2 separate regions of the Danio rerio genome follow, and region 1 is linked to region 2. Evidence: chromatin contacts called from public HiChIP or PLAC-seq data. All regions are on one chromosome and are shown on one strand. The core of a region is the stretch at or near the end of the contact, and the rest is flanking DNA. Distances in the headings are between cores, read along the strand shown. Region 1 has its middle 25 kb from the start of spata18. Region 2 holds the start of pdgfra (platelet-derived growth factor receptor, alpha polypeptide).

Region 1 (4,249 bases), core at 846-3,345, 720 kb after region 2:
ATAAATCATTTCAAACATAAAAAATATGTCTTGAAAAGGGAGCCAGAGGTTTAAATATCCATTTTGTAATATGCAAACATTGAAGGTTATCAAATATATTTTTGGAAACAAAAAAAGAGAGTGATTAGCTACAATCTTACCATGTGCTCAAAAAAGCAAGACACTGGAAAACAATCGAAAAAAATGTGGCAGCAAAAAAAGCATTGCAAACCTTTATAAATGACAGGATATTACATCAGTGTGGTTTGCTGTTGGTTGACTCTTTTTATTGTGTCAATAAACCCATAATGAGAAATATTAAGAAAGTTATTTTGTAAAAATATTGTGAGGGAACATGATCTGGAAAAAAAAAAACATGATGTGCTTGGATCTAATCAAGAAAAAAGAACGATCAGTTATGATTTTATGAAGATTTTTTTAAACTGCTACTGTTAGCACTACTCACACTGTAAAAATCATATTATCAATTAGTTATGACAGCATATGTTTTTAGTTCATAGTAACTTTTTTTGACTAAATTAATCATGTTCTAACTTAACTGTATAAGTTCAACATAATAGAGAACATTTCGAGGGATGTAAAAAAAAAACAATAGTCACAACGCATTTCCTGTTTTACATTTTTAATTTCCATAGCTTCCGGGAATCCAAAATATAAATGTTGATAAATAATGTTATGATAGCTGTTTTACGTTAAGTAATGATTGAATTGACTCGTTATAATTATGAAATAATTTGATAACTAGTAGGAAATGTTCATGGGCCAATGACATCACCACATTTAAATGGTCTATAAGTTCAATGGACTCAAGGTTAATTTGATTCAGCTCCAAGGCAACCAGGATTTTTTTTTACAGTGCAGTAGCTATGTTTCTATTCACCTGTATTCACATAAAATTATTAAAGAATAAAAACTGCTTAATGGAAATGCCAAGATGTGCATAAATTTTTTAAAAACACATAAAACTACACACAACTGAGTAGGATATACTATTTTGTTCCATAAGAAAAAATGCACAAACTGTGATGAAAACTTATTCTAAAATGCACATTAAAAATCATGTGATTATGGTTTGGTTACTCTTAAGTTACTTTGCAAAATTCTGGTATCAATGTGCTTCAATATTATTACCTCTATTATTTCTTCCATTCGGTATTATTACCAACCTCTATTCTGTATAATTACTAGTCTTGAGATTCCAAAAGCCACCACGCGTTCGTTGTATTTCATCTCTGTCTTTTGATGTGCAAGTAAATTAATAAACAAGGAAAAAAGTCCCACAGTGGCTTCTCCTTCTGCATTAAATTCTGTTTTTCTATTTAATATTTGGCACCATTTATCAGGAAGTGATGGTTATGTCTTTGACTCAGATGGAACAGGAGTTTTATTTTTTAAATAAGCTTAATTCACGTCTTTGGAAGGATTCATAGCTAGAGAAGAATGTACAAATTATAAGTCATTCATTCATTTTCTTGTCGGCTTAGTCCCTTTATTAATCCGGGGTCGCCACAGCGGAATGAACCGCTAACTTATACAGTAGGGAGAACATGCCAACATGCCACAGAAACGTCAACTGAGCTGAGGTTCGAACCAGCGAGCCAGCGACCTTCTTGCTGTGAGGCGACAGCACTACCTACTGCGCCACTGCGTCACCCAAATTATAAGTGTTCAGCTCTATTCTGAACTCAGCTTTTATTTTCCTGTAAATATCGAAGTGTATTGCTGAATGTATTTAAATGTTGAGTTTTGAAGAAGTGCTACTGCAGCTGGCCTATAAAGTCATGTTGCTATAACTCTGTCACAGGCTCCAACTAAAGCCTTATGAATGCAAATGTGAAATCTGTAGCCTTCATTTGGACCCAAATTCAGTTCCCATAAAACTCCTTCTCTTCTCATTTTGTCACCATCCTCAGCACATGATCTGTATTTTTCAGAAATGTAATTGGTAGGGATTTGGAGAGGACTAACAGAGCTTTCCGTGCAAGGATCAAATCAGCCTGTTCAGTAAAAAAGTCTCTTGAGCGCCGTAAAGTATAGAGACTCACACCTGGACGATCCCAGTGCCGCACGGCTCACTAACACACCACTGTTTTTCCCATCATCATAACTCTCCATGTGTTTCTTATAAGGGCCGCGGTGAGGGCCCAGTGCTAACTGCGATCATGTGCAACAACTTGTGTTTGGTCAGTGGCTCTGTGTTGGGTTACCTACCTCAACGTACACCACTCATATGTCCCAAAAAACTGACAGCGGCCTTTTAGAGCTACCCACAATCACCATATGTCTGTTTCTTTTATTTTATTTTACATGTGGCAAACGTAAAGCTGGGTGACGCGATGGCGTAGTAGTTTTGCATCGTCTCTTTCTATGTTGTGTTGTATAATCTGCTTTTGCTGGTGTAAAGCACTTTGGTCAACCGTGGTTGTAAAGTACTATATAAATTAAAGTTGATTGATTGATTGATTGATTGATTGATTGATTGATTGATTGATTGATTGATTGATTGATTGATTGATTGATTGAGTTGGCGCCTCTGTGTGGAGTTTGCATGTTCTCCCTATGTTCGTCTGGGTTTCCTCCGGGTGCTCCATTTTCCCCCACAGTGCAAAGACATAAATTGTGTGTAAAAGAGAGTGTATGGCTGTTTCCCAGTGATGGGTTGCAGCCGAATGGCATCCGCTGCGTAACACACATGCTGGATAAGTTGGCGCTTCATTCCACTGTGGCGACCCCAGATTAATAAAGGGACTAAGCCGAAAAAAATGAATGAATGTTCTCTGGGCCTCCTAGACTTTCTGACAGGGCCCAAGGGAGCTGAAACCCTCTGATCTAAAGCACTACACATGTAGCTTTCTCATTGAAGCTTGTTCTGTCTGAGGCCTCTTAAGGTGCACAGGACATATTTTGGTTAGCCTGTTACGAAACATTACTATTTCACTATTCTGACCCCTTTAACGATGTGTTAAACAACAGGCTTCTGAGAAACATGGCCCCCTTCTCCTGCTTTACTACATGGCATAAAATTTATCCCAATTTTTAAAATGTTTATTTAAGTTTTCCCCAGCTATGCTAAAGTAACATTTTACCTATTTTCCTTTTTGCAGTTTTCCCCACAGTTGAAGCCAAGCTAATCGCATCCCACCGTACCCACTTCTTTTGAGTGAGAAAATGGGGCCTTTGAGGTGTGACAAATGAAAAGAAGAAAAGCCTTATAAACGTCACAGCGCAGTGGCAGATCTCTGTTGTTTTTTCTTACAGACCCTTTTCAAGTTAACAGACACCGTCTTGCAGCCTCAAAGCTTTCCACTTATGAGCAAATGGACAGACATTTCCCAAAAAAAAGGTGAGTAAATGAGGCCGGTGAACACAAGCAGATGTGAAATGACTACAAAATGTGACTGGGGAAATTTGACAATGAGGACCGCAGTCTCACTGAAAATTTTTTTTATACAAGACATTGACCTTTATTTTTAGAGGAAATAAGATAATGTGCTAATGTCTCGGTGGATGGTTTAGCCCATGACATTATTGGACCGGATAGTTGTAATGTCATGGCTAATTGTTCACTGGGACAACTTGTCCTGCATTAATAATGTAAGCTAAGATGTCTTGGCTGATGTTTGATATAACCTCGTGATAGTCAAATCTCCTGCTAGTCATAAAGTGTAGTTCGGTGGTCACTCGGTAGAATTGCGTCAGATGGATTTAACAGGCCAAAGGAGCTTCAGGGACTTTGTTTAGTGTTTTTGTGGGAATATGTATTTATGATTTAGATACACATTACCTCAGTCAGGAAAAGTACGCCAAGATATAGGTAACACTCACATAAATATCTCAAGCTATACTATTACATGGGCCAAAGTCCATTGTACATGATCTGTGATTGTTTATGAGTTTGAAACAGGAGACTTAATTGTCTGTCATTGTATGTTGGTGGATTAGGGGTGGAACACACCCATTTAAGAAAAAGATATTCATTCATTTATTTTATTTTCCGTTTAGTCCCTTTATTCATCAGGGGTCACCACATCAGATAGAAACCCCAACTTATCCAGCATATTTTTTACACAGCCGATGTCCTTCCAGCTGCAATCAATCACTGGCAAACACCCATACACACTCATTCACACACATACACTATAGACAATTTAGCTTACCCAATTCACCTGTACCGCATGTCTTTGGATTTGTGTGGGAAACCGGAGCACCTGGAGGACACCCACACGAACACAGGGAGAACATGCAAACT
Region 2 (4,564 bases), core at 1,559-4,058:
AACTTATCCAGCATGTTTTACAGAGTGGATGCCCTTCCAGCTGCAACCCAGTACAGGGAAACATCCATACACACATATACACTACGGCTGGTTTATTTTATTCAATTCACCTATAGCGCATGTAAATTGGACTGTGAGGGAGCACCCTGAGGAAACCCATGCGAACACGGGGAGAACATGCAAACTCCATGCAGAAACGGCAACTGACACAGTTGGGACTCCAACCACCAACCTTCTTGCTGCGAGGCGACAGTTCTAACCACTGAGCCACCGTGTCGCTCACAATTTGACTGATTTAATACAAAAAAAATGAAGTTTTCCAAAGCACGTTACACTATATAGACACAACAACAAATGACGTTGTACTGTATTGATCTCTTACTCAATGTAAATGATGAAGTTCTGTGCAGAAACAGCTCAGGTAGCATGAAGAGATCTTTGAATCATCGGCAGCAGAAAGTTTTGGAAAGGTTCAGTGCCAAGACATAAAAGGTCTTTAAAGAGTCTGGACGCTGTTCAGTCTGTAAACGGACGCCAGACTTTTTTTCAACTTAGCACAGTCAGCTTTATTTGACCACCAGGTGGAGACACAGTACACATTTTCCCCAAGCGAGTACAAGCAGCAGTTTCGGCTGTTCCAAATTCTTCCTTTTCTCTTTCTTTTTAAAAGTGTTTTACCCTATATAGGAAAAAAATACGCCTTTCAAATTTTGTTTGACACTTATAATAGTTAATATCAGGATTGAGATTGTGCATACCCTTAATGCGACTTCGAGCGCGCACAATGAGGTGACGGTTTATTGGTTATTTTTTCTCCATCTAAATTATTCTGTTGCACAATTAAATTTGATCGTCTGAATTTAAAACATATATTCCAACTTAGACTAACGTGGACAAATAACGATTACATTGATGTAACAGAACTTTTGGATTTAGTTTTCCTGTGATTTCAAAAGACCAGTCACTAGTTTAAGCGCTTGTTTCTAATCAGACATTCCGCGCGCGCGTGTTTTATCTCTGTCTGATGCTCGGACCCCTGGGTTCCATCAGCGCTCCAGCAGACAGTCAATGCCAATCAGTCTGAAGTGGTTAGCTCTGCAAAAACTCAGTTATATCCGGATGAAATGTTATATTTATTAAAATGTAGTTTTCTGTAAATTTGTTTAAAACTAATTAAAAACTGAGCAAATATTTTAGATCCATTTAGTTTAAAAAAAATGGTTCAGCAGTTTTTCAAAGTGAAGGGGAAAAGCTCAAAGCAAAGGGGGGAAAGAGTTTTACAGCCCAGCGAAGTTCCCGTTTGCTCGTGTCATCCCTCTCAAGCCAGTTATCCTTGGTGAATCCGGGGGTGTCGAGTAAGACTGTAATTAGTCGACCCCTTTCTGTGCAGAGTCCATCGGATTGCCGTGGGAATCCTTTGTGTAATGGCAGACTGGTGCGCGTTTGGTACCGCTCATCTGCCCAGCCAGCGGTGTCGGGAGCGTCCGCACATATTCGGCGCGCACCCCCCATCGCAAGGCGCCCACACACGCACACATAGATGCGCAACTGGCTGCCAAACACAACCCATCCGCTGTGCTTGACACTTTCGGGCAACAGCTGAGCGAGGGGTGCCGTCCAGCACCTGGTTAGTTCACGCGTAAAAGCGATTTCCATGAGAATAAAAGAAAGCGGTGTAAAATGAGGAGACGTTCATAAGTCCAGTATAAAAGCAGGAAGGGGCGAAAAAAATAATGATTAAACATTTTCCAGTCTTATTACAATAACAGCCAAGCAACACAGTCTCATCAGTCCTTGGTAAATACTACAAAAAATTGCATTAAGTTAATCCAGATGTGAGAGAAGTTTCCCATTCATGCAGCTTCATCATCATCGACTTGGGCTTCAGCGCAGAACGCGGCAAATAAGTTTGCCAAACTTTCCTTCTACTTCTCCATCGCTATTTGCAACACATACATATCCTTTCAGAAGACTACTAATCCATTAAGTGGTATTCCAGTATAGAAATGGTCATCCGATTAATATTTTAAGGCACAAAGAACTCTCCAATTCCAGTCAGAAATGTGTTTGCCATTAGATGCCAGCGGAGCGCCTCTCCACGGGCTGAGACACCCCCAGCTGCGCGCCTGCGGCTCCAACTGAGATCCAGCACAACCAGGCTTTAACTTTACGGGATAACGCTGTTCCTTGGATGGGACATAATCCTGCTCGATGCAAAAGTGTCCAGAATAAAAAGAAAAATCTTTTCTTTTTTAGGTAAAAAAACGTACGTGTCCATTGTGAGCATTGATGGGAAAAATACTTGAACATGATTATTTATAAGTAAAAACCTTTTTAACAAGTTATCAAATCGAATGTTTTTATTTATTTATTTATTTATTTGCATGCATGTTTAATTTATCTTTACTGGTCGTTTCAGAGATAGAGAAAACTAATTAATAAAAACCTCAACTGTTAAAAAAAGAAATCAAGAACACATTTAATTAGTCTAATCCTGAGTAAGTGCAATTATGTTCAGAGGTTCAACCGTTTTCGAGGGAACTTTGCATGAACGAAAATACAAAAGAAACTAATTAAACTAATTGAAACATACAATACCTTTTTAATCCCTTTTGGTTGTTCCCTTTGATAAAAAAGAACAGCCAAAATGAATGGCAAAGCTCTTGTAAAATACTCTAATAAGCCCAAGGGTCCTCAGTTGTAAAGCAGTAGTAATCCTTTCCCTTGTGCTGCGCTCCTCCGTCCTGCTCCACGGCCACTCACACAAATGCGCCTCTGCAACAGCAACCTGTAATTGATTCAATGCTACAGTCCATCCTTCCCAGAGAACTAATCATCTGGCTCAAAGTAAATAACTCTCAGGAAACTGCCCCTCCTCTCTCTCCCTCTGCCCCAGGCGTCTTTTCAAAATAAGAGTCCGTGTTTTCACACTGCGGCTCCGAAGAGGAGTCAGATTTCTCCGTGCTCTGCAGTTCTGAAGGAGGTGCATGAAAAGAGGTTGAGCGGGGAAGAAAAGGACCATATGTTTTTGTAAAGTCTAAGAGGGGCCCTTTTGGAATAAAGGGATCTTTTTGCGGGGACAATGAAGTCAAGTGACCCATTAAAAGTGTTTTTATACAGGCTTAGGTAGGAAAGAAATCAAGGAATTGGGAATGCACAATTACATTCGGTAACTAGATTAACCTTGTCATCACGCTCCATTCTTCACGCTCAGCTTTTAGATGATTGTGCTTTTCAGTGCTTCATGCTGCTGCTGCTGCAGTTTTGCGCATTGTTTTGTGGATCTTGATTTAAAATTACTCACACTTGTATTGTGTGGTTTCTGACTTTGGAGTGCACGCAAGATGGCACACTAAATATAGGCTATGTGATGAAATTATGTGATTATGAGATAATAATGGATAGTATGGTTAATAATGCTAATAATTTAGCGTCGAGTACAGTGTGTTTCTGAAATAGCTCATTCAGCAGAAAAAAATTGGGGGTCCATCAAAGGCGCACGCGTATTTACGCAGGGGGCGCTCTAACACAAGAAACACATTTAGTGGTTCTCGTTTTAATCTCTCTCTCTCTCTCTCTCTCTCTCTCTCTCTCTCTCTCTCTAATTTATTACAGCGTAGTTTTGAATAAATAACATCAAAGACATATGCTATATAATTTGTATTCGATATCTGAAAGTTTAGTCAAACTCTTACTAACAACAACATCTTTTTCTGTTTTCTTTCCCTTTGGCTTTTTTTAAGACATGGCAGGCTGCAGATAATGGCTCATTATGAATTAGTACCCTACGCGACGCAGCACACGGTGATTTGCAGCTCTGTGCAGATGAGTGAGCCGGCATGTGGTGAGTGAAGCCCCGGGGCAAGCTTGGCCCCCTCTAGCCCTCGCTGCTCTTCCTGCAGCCTTGCAGCTCACCCTCGCAGAGAAACACACATCTCCAGTTGCTCAGCACAATTATTTCCACATGTTCGTGCCGCCCGGTCGCTCAAAAGAACAGAGTCCCTTGTTCTGGAAACAAAAGACTCTAATCTCTGAGACTAAAACTGAAGCATTCAGAAATAGCGGCGATCGGTGCTTAGTTTGGAATCCGTTAAATGCACTGAAATGAGCAAAAGCAAAAATTTGCTGCCAATAAGCACAATTCCACAGGTATAATTAAACTGCTGTTGTATGTTGTTTTTAGGGTTTCTGCATAACTGTTTCCAAAAGTTATAAGCCAAAAAGATGCTGAGCGAGCTAAAGTATCCAGAAAGGAACTTTTCAATTCACATCTTAAAATGCAATTAATTACTCTAATTAAACTAATTAATTTTAAAAAACTTTAATAGCCCATAATTAAATATGGGCCTTTAGTATTTTTTTTAGTATAAAAGAAATTTCCAGCTTAAACTGTCATAAATTGAACATTTTATTGTTATTATCATTATTATTATTATCATTATCATCATCATCATAATTATTAGCCTATGTAATTGCACACAATCCAATTTTTTTCTCAAGCTTTATATATATATATTAATATATATATATATATATATATATATATATATATATATATATATAT

The links. HiChIP or PLAC-seq counts read pairs in DNA pulled down with a chosen protein or histone mark.
Region 1: a contact with region 2 is called in an H3K4me3 HiChIP or PLAC-seq map of embryo, with 13 times the contacts expected there. The contact joins the enhancer-like site here to the promoter of pdgfra in region 2. A contact is called at or near these places in 5 of 18 Hi-C or Micro-C datasets (caudal fin, embryo, fibroblasts and 1 more) and 2 of 4 datasets of contacts at active chromatin or transcription factors (caudal fin and embryo).

The regions. Positions count from the first base shown.
Region 1 is chr20:25,744,521-25,748,769 of GRCz12tu, forward strand. No RefSeq gene overlaps it. Among named protein-coding and RNA genes, the nearest start is that of spata18, 25 kb to the right of the region's middle. Within about 2 kb of position 2,096, at least 5 of the 62 cell types and tissues checked have an H3K27ac peak or open chromatin away from gene starts, as enhancers often do.
Region 2 is chr20:25,023,386-25,027,949 of GRCz12tu, forward strand. pdgfra (platelet-derived growth factor receptor, alpha polypeptide) reads right to left here and starts at 2,809. Exons shown (of 29, transcript NM_131459.3): 1 at 2,599-2,809. It overlaps LOC141379564 (a long non-coding RNA gene), which reads left to right and starts at 2,969. Exons shown (of 3, transcript XR_012396420.1): 1 at 2,969-3,169; 2 at 3,744-3,844.